Regions from separate parts of the Zea mays genome. Here region 1 is linked to region 2. A link is a contact called in public Hi-C data. All regions are on one chromosome and are shown on one strand. Each heading gives the region's core, a stretch centred on a gene start, on an enhancer-like site or on the middle of the called end of the contact. The rest is flanking DNA. Distances are from core to core; before and after follow the strand shown.

Region 1 (4,128 bases), core at 1,482-3,981, 280 kb after region 2:
ATTCTAACGCTAACCTCGGCCCTAGTGCAAGTTTAAAGTTTGTAAATTTCAGGTTTCGCCTATTCACCCCCCTCTAGACGACTTTCAGTTCACTTTAAATATGGTTGTTCATATGTTCTAATAAATAGAGGGCAAACATATAAGGAGATCAACTTTCTTTTCTCATTATTTACAAATTGGGTATTACACTGCCCCCATGTTCTTAGGATTCGAGTGCTTTCGGCCACCCGATTGGAGTTTACTCTCCGACACAGTCTTTTCTATTTTCACGATGTCTTTTTTGAGGTGCTTTCGACAATATTAAAAAACTAGATGGTATTCGTTCCCGATTCTTTTTAGCATGGTGGACATTTTAAAAAGAAATATAGATTGACAAAATGGAAGCTCATTTGTCAACCTAAAGAGATTGGAGGATTGGGGGTAACTAATTTAGCCATTAAGAATACTTGCTTACTCAGTAAGTGGCCCTTAAAGCTTCTGAATAAATACGATACATAACATCTATTTTTTAAAAAAAATATCTTGGTTCCAAATTGCTTTCTCGAGTTGGGAGAAAGCAAGGGGACACATATTTCTGGTATGGTCTTATGAATATTAAGGAAGAATTTATGAGACGGGGGAGGTTTTGAGTAGGTGACGGTCGAGCAACCAGGTTCTGTGTCGACAAATGGATCCTAAATACACCACTCAAGGACCGGTTTCCAAACCTCTATAATATTGTGCGCAGGAAAAATGTTTTAGTTAAAGATGTGATGAATGAAAATATAACCAAATTATGCTTTCGTCAAGTTATTGTTGGTGTAAAACATGTGGAGTTGCATAATTTGTCAAATTTATTGGGAACTTTTCCTCTGGGCCAAACTAGAGACAAATTTCTTTGGGAGCCATAAAGATGGACTTTTCTCGGTTTGATCAATGGACTTTCTTCTAATGGATACCCCCTTAAATCTTAATAGGTTGCTTTGGAAGCTAAAACTCTCTCTTAAAATTTAAATTTTCTTGTGGTACTTAGGAAAGAACATTATTTTCACTAAAGGTAACCTAACTAAGCGCAGGTGAAAATGTAGTATGAAATGCAACTTTTGTGATCAAATTGAGAATATTCAGCGTCTTTTCTTTGATTATTACTTTGCTAGAAATATTTGGAGAATCATTAACTTTACTCTACAGATAGAGAGACCTATTAGTATTAATCATTTAATTAGAAATTGGTATGCTAACAAGGGAACCATACATAGAAAAAGACTCTTAATTGGGATGTCGGCAATGTTTTGGGTCATTTAGCTTTATCGTAATGATGTGGCTCTTTTTTCTAATGATGTCGATAAATGAAGAAGACTATAAAATATTACTCTTTTCGTCCACAAAAGTTAGCTGTTCTTATATTTCGAGGAGTCAATCATTTTTAATTTTAACCATATTTATATAAGAAAATATTTATATTTATATTACAAAATTTGTATATATTTTTGTAGTAAAATTATTTGAAGATATAAATGTTATTAATATATTATATAAATATAGTAAAACTTAGAAAAGTTTAATCGAGCGATAAGGATGGAGGGAGTAGAACATTTTCTTGCTTCCATAATAAAAAAATGCGTGACGATGACGTGCTCCACCAGTTTGACCGAGGTTTCTCTGCTACTGCTGACATGAACTGTATGGGCTGGCACCTCAGGGCGCAGAGGCGGGCCCATGGTCCGGGTCCACGGAGTACACAGCAGCGCGGCGTCCGCTGCTCCAGATCGGCCCTGCGGAAAAAAATTTGCTGCAGCCCGGCGGTAAAGCAGGCTGTTTGCAGCCCTCACAAAAAAAGAATAGACCCTATCTATAGGTCCACAACAAATTTTTTTCCGGCCCTGCCGTCGTACTCGTACGTGCCATCGTCTCTATTTCCCGGACTACCTCCTTGGCACGTCCCGTCCCGTTCCGCACCTGCCTCCTGCCGGTCTGACGGCCTATCGCCTACAGCAACAGAAAAACAAGAAACAGCCATGGTGCGGGGGCAGATGCGGCAATTCTGAGCTCGGCACGCACGTGTCTTTAAAACGCCCTCGCTTCCTCCTCCGTCCGTTCTGCTCTTGCCCCCGCCACCGGCACGGGCCGGGGCCACGCTCGCCGCTCAACGCCGCCGCTGCAAGAGGCCGCGGGTGATTAGCCTTGAGATTAGCGGGTACCGCTTCACTGTTACGGGAGTACCGTTTTAATTGACGCCCGCCTGTCTCGAATATCGGCTGCTGCCAAAAGCGCGGGTTCGGGGTTCCTCCCCGTCGGGCTCGGGCGGCCTCGGCTCGCCTCGTGGCGCCGCTGGGCGCTAGCGGAGTGGAAGTGGATCGACCTGTTGCGGCCGAAGAGTGGGGAGGCAACAAAAGGGAAAGCTGCGCGGAGAGCTCGGGTACCGTGGCCGGATTAGTTAATGCCCGCGAGCAGCTAGTCGTAGGCGTAATTATTTTAAGGCAGTTGTCGCCTCTGGGGACTCGTGAAAGCTTCACCTCTTTTGAGAAGCTCCGCACCACGACCTCGTCCCGCCCGCAGCCCGCTCTTCCCCGCTCCACCTCCAGGCTTCCAGTCTCTCACTCTCCCGCGCCTCTTGCTGCTGCTGCTGGCGATAGGGATCCCAGCGCCTTCAAGTTCGGGTGGGCGGCTAGCGCGGCGCGTGTCGGCGAGCATATGGTGGGCATTGGGCGGGGGAAGGAGGAGGAGGAGCGGCAATAGATTTGTGGGCGCAGAGGCGGGGATGGGGGGCAACAAGTACTGCGCGGCGATGACGAAGAGGAGATGGAGGGGGCTGGCAGCGGCCGCGTGGGTGCTAGTCGCGGTGGCTTGCTCCGCGGTGATGCACTGGACCATGCGCCGGGAGAGCATGGACCGCGCCGAGGAGCGCCTCGTCAGCATGTGCGAGGAGAGGGCCAGGATGCTGCAGGAGCAGTTCGGGGTCACCGTCAACCACGTCCACGCGATCGCCATTCTCATCGCCACCTTCAACTACGATAAGTCCCCTTCCGCTATCGACCAGGTTCGTCACCATTCGCCCCCCTCTTCTCCGCCATTGCTCTTGTAGATTGCTATGCCACGGTATCAATTGGCAGTTGGTTTAGCAATAGCGGACCCCGAGATCCTACACATTGTTCTGTGGGTTGTCTCTTTTCTTTAAAGGAGCAAACAGAAAAAAAAGGGGAGAAATAGAGATATAGAGATGCGTTGTTGTTTGTTGACGCTTACCGTCGTTTAGCACGCCATGATTGCTGTGGTTGGCTGGGACAGGTGCTGTTCATAGTCTTGTGGAAAGAAAAAAAATGTCCATTCCTGCGGCGGTTAGGCGGGGATTTTTTAGGCTTATTGGAGACGTAGCTGAACTGAACTGTTGGGTTGGTGGCACATTGTTTGTTCATAGAGTGATTAGTGTGTTCGCTGCAAAACCATCTGGGGGTTACTTTGACATCCATTGGGGTGTGCTCTTTTGCCAACCTTTTGATTCCTTGTTTATTCTGAGAAAGGTCCCTGTCGCAGAGATTAAATTATGTTAGAAGCTGCTTTCTGCCTCTCTTTTCTTTTGCTTAGATTATTGATCCTCAAAGCCGTCCTTTCCTGCATCTACACTTCGTTTCTCTTCCCCCCCTTTTTTTTTGTCGATTTACCTATAGTTTAGGCGTGCAGTGTCATGGGCCCATGTTATTTGAAGACGTGCTCGTTTTTGCATACAATGACCAATCTTATTCGTTGCATCATTACTTTTGGTAAATCAACAAGATGTCTTCTTCTGATTCTTGCAATTTATAGCATATTATTGTCCAGTATTCTATTTTGGCTTAATAATTAATGTCCGACACAGGACACTTTTGCAAAATACACGGCAAGGACATCATTTGAGCGACCGCTACTCAATGGGGTGGCATATGCACAGCGTGTATTCCATCATGAGAGGGAAATGTTTGAAAGCCAGCAGGGATGGATTATGAATACAATGCAGCGGGAGCCTGCACCCCCGCAGGTTGAATATGCTCCAGTGATTTTCTCTCAGGATACTGTTTCCTACCTCGCACGCATTGACATGATGTCTGGAGAGGTATGGTTCTATTTGATCGATCTTAGTATTCATTGGGGTGTTTATGACCCTTTGATGTC
Region 2 (4,099 bases), core at 705-3,204:
AAGGACCCTAAGCACGGAACAGTGGACGTCATTTAGGTGAAACTTCAAACTTCGACAGAAGAAGCCTTAAGCAAGCAAATTAGTGAATGTACCTGAGGGCCAGGGAAGCCGCCAATAGGCCACCCGAGGGGCCAGTTGGTGTCCTTCTGAAGGAGGGTGTACTCCTGCTCGATACCATACCTGTCATTTATTTGCAAGAAACAAGCATCGTCAGAGATAGATCGTTTCAGCCTTTCATCACAGATATCGGTGGAGGTGGAGGGGAGAGAGATTCGCGTACCAGGGCTCCTCGGCAGCGACCTCAAGGCTGCTGAAGATCTTGGCGGCGCTGTACCTCTTGTTGGTGGGAATTGGCTCGCCAGCTGGGGTGTAGCAATCGCACATGACCTGCGGGTCAAACCAGTTCAATCAACACCTAAATGCGGCCCCTACTACTATTAGACAATTGGATTCCTAAACCATGGTTTGGTACACTGAGTGATCACACCTAGCTACAAAAAACAAAATATCTATATACGCTCATAACAACAATGTCACCCGCGTTATAAAATTCGCAATATTGCATATACTTGAACAAAGGTTCAGGGTAAAACAATTTGCGTCAGGAACCACTGGTGCTGCGTCAAGATAGTTCAGGCAGATTTAAAAAAAAATCTAATTTATTTGTAGGGTATGTACAACTTTTAGTCTACTTGGTGCAACAAGACACAATTCTTTTTTCTTCGCAAAGATGAACTGATCTGAGTTGGACCAATGAACAGTAGGCACTGTAGCAGTAAATAACACGGAACCGTATGGTTCATGCCACTTGGATGGTAGAAGTGCAAACTTACAAGGATGTTGTTGCCCCTCCTGAATGGGTCCTTGAAGATGGCCTGCGGGCTGCAGCACATGCCCAAGAGAAAGGATCGTTCAGTAAAGCAAACAGAAAGGAATGCGTCCAAGCCTGGCGTGCCATGACACTTACTACAGGATGACCTCGCTGTCCTCGCCGGGGGCCTGGCCGGTGCTGGAGCCGTCGTAGTTCCACTTGGGCAGCTTGCTGGGATCGGTCACCGGGCCCGGGAGGGTCTGCACCAGAACCAACCAGATCAGTATGATTTTACTACGAAGTAGAACAGAGAAACAAAAATAATTGCAGTGATAGTGGTGAGCAGAGCTCTGATGTATGTATAAGCCAAATAACAGATCAGCGGATGAGCTCAGGGATAAGTGATAGGTGACGACGAGTCACAACCACCAGTATCCCGGGGGGTCCTCCCAGTGCTGGGAATCTGTTATCTTACCCTGGCTTTGCTCCTGAGATCCATGCCAGATCCACCGATCCTGCACCCCAAAAAAGGCACGCGTTAAGATAGGATCAAATCATGTCGACGACAAACCGAACAACTCCTCGCCATATTCCTCGGAGCAGAGCAATCCAAAGACGTGTTTATTATAACAATTAACAACAAAAAAAAACTTGCTTCTTTTGGGAACTAATACTGGCATCAGGGGGGGATCAATTAACGTGTAAGACATCCGATTAGGTCTTTCAGCCAACAGATCATCTGGCGGTGGCCAGCGACAACACCGTATAAGCGGCGCGGTGGCCGGTGAGGGACCCGTGGGCAGGGAATTACCCGATACTCAGGTTAGATATTCATGGGCGAATAAGCGAGCAAATATAACAGATTTTTACTCGGAAAATGAACAGATGAAGCCACTTGATCAGGAAAAAAAAACAGAGCCAGAGCCCCTCTCCCAACCCCGTTCCCGGACGGGGGAAACGCCATGAGAGGGCGGCCGACGGAAACGAGCGCCGTACCATATGTACTCGGCGATGATCTTCTCTGTGGTGTCCGAGAGGTTGAGGTTGACGAGGTCGGTGAGGCAGGCCATGGCCGGCGGCTGCGGTGCGACTGCGACAGGCGGGCGCACGGGCTGGGAACCCAAGGAGGAAGGAGGGGAGGATGTGGCGTGGGATTGAGACGAAGAGATCGGCCCGGGAGGAGGGCGGCTATATAATGGCGACGACCAAGGACGGGAAACCAGTTGGTTGGCGTCCAGCCGGGTAAAAAGTAAAAAAAAAACCAACAAAATACGTATACTTGTACGTTCCACACGTATAAATACGGATACATTTCGAGTTCCGCGTAAATTAATTGTATTAGGTCATATCCTCCGTGCGGTAGGTGCGAGAAGAGGGAGCACCGCGTACTGGTAAGGCGTCAAGCCCCTGCATCTGACATGCGGGACGAGCCTGTTAGAGGCCCACTGCCAGTTAAACGTGGACTCGGACGTGGAGAGATCGGCGTGGGGGAAATATTGAATTGGCGGGGGCAGCTTTATCGCTAGAAGTGGTTGATTTGATTTATGAGTTCCGAGCATAGGGGGTGAAAAAAAGAAAGAAAATTGGACGCTTTTCCGATGTCTGGGGATAGTCCCAAAAGGAGTAGTAAATGATTTTTAATAAAATCTTTTTTATTCAATCGTGCTCCTACCTAAGCCCATGCCCATCTCAACGGCACCAGCTGCAAAATGATTTTTACTGTATACGTACGGACATACGAATGGGGCTGGAGGTTCGAGGTATCTTCCTGAGGCCAGGGATCTTCTACTCCAGCTGGAAGCCGCACACTGCTTTATTGATGGTTCTCTGCATGTAGCGTAGCGATGGGCGAACGGTGCATTGCATTCAGCAACCCACCAGCCACCATATACCATATATGAGAATAGTGACTCCCACTGCCATATACAATTTGGCAGTACAAACTAAAACTATTCATGTACTGTAAATACTTACCTTACTAAAAAATTTAGTTCACGTCATATTAAACGTTTGAATATCAATTACGAGTATTATATAGATGTTTAATTAATTAGGTTTAATAATTATGTCCCGTCTTTTAGTCTTCATCTCCAGTCTTCGTCTCTAAAAAATTAGCTTTATAATTATACTATATTAAATATATAATTATCATTCAAACATTCGATTCGATGTTACAGACACTAAACTTTAGTTGGGTATATTCAAACACCCCCTCCATAAGCGAATCACGCATTCACTAGCATGTACTATTTGTCCACATCACTATATCACATCATACTATAAAATTCATTTATAACTATACAGGTAAATATAAGTCATCTATTTTTCCCCCAAATCATATATGGTTCCTGCACCAACCCCCTTGTATTTATAGGAAAGCATGACGTTAGCAACTACGAACAACCTTTGGCTATGGCTCAAAAATCCTATGTGTAATTTCTTTCTAAAAATAAACTTAAATTCTTCTAAAAACATTAGACTCCATAAATCTTAAGCATGATATTGTAAAATCTAATAGTTAAATGTACCTACTGGAGGTTTGGCGCATTGGAGATTATTATGCCTCTCTAGTTCTTATTCATTAAGAGTATTGGTTCTAGAAAAATTTTATAGAGCAGGAAAAAAACAAATTGCAATGTAGACAAGGTATTCAAAGTACAATGTTAAAATTTGTTGAGATTACATTAGAAGTAGAACAGTTAGGTTTCTCATGTTGATTCAATATTTTACATTATGCTTCTCACTCCGTCTCAAAATAATATAATTTTTGTTTATTAACTATCATTTTTTCTATGTTGACTGAATTCAAAGATAATAGTATTAATATATATGTCTATAAATATTTTTATAACTATATATTTAAATAATTAATATAATAATATTTTATAATTTTATTACTATTTTAAATTTAATTAGAAGAAAAGTTGCGTGGCTTCTAAAAACAATAGTTGTATTTTTTTTTTGGGGGGGGGGGGAGCAGATAGAATATAAAGTAGTGGTGTTAGAATATTGTAGAATAAGGCAGATAGTTTTCATTTTGATGTGGAGACTATACCAATATACCATCACACGGTCACACCAAACCTACCCTTGAGAGCAGATTAAATAATTTTAAAACTAAGTGTTGTTCGGCTAGATTTTTTATGGTGATACTTGTATACCAAGCTTAAGTTCTCGACTGACGCGGGTGCTTATTAGGCTGTTTGGTTTGAGGAATGAGCTAGTCCATCGTCTTCTCACTCCTCACTTTTTTTGTTTGGTTTGTGGAATCAAATGAGTTGATCCATC

Evidence for each region. A called contact is a pair of places that touch in the nucleus more often than the background predicts.
Region 1: a Hi-C map of ear shows a contact between it and region 2, with 2.0 times the contacts expected there. The contact joins the promoter of LOC732761 here to the promoter of LOC542401 in region 2. A contact is called at or near these places in 3 of 25 Hi-C or Micro-C datasets (bundle sheath, ear and endosperm).

The regions. Positions count from the first base shown.
Region 1 is chr4:172,455,296-172,459,423 of Zm-B73-REFERENCE-NAM-5.0, forward strand. LOC732761 (histidine kinase) reads left to right here and starts at 2,732. Exons shown (of 11, transcript NM_001112387.1): 1 at 2,732-3,019; 2 at 3,836-4,069. The coding sequence starts at 2,741.
Region 2 is chr4:172,174,002-172,178,100 of Zm-B73-REFERENCE-NAM-5.0, forward strand. It overlaps LOC542401 (glutamine synthetase 5), which reads right to left and starts at 1,955. Exons shown (of 10, transcript NM_001111974.2): 1 at 1,808-1,955; 2 at 1,287-1,326; 3 at 968-1,071; 4 at 834-882; 5 at 281-387; 6 at 93-180; 7 at 1-7. The coding sequence starts at 1,881.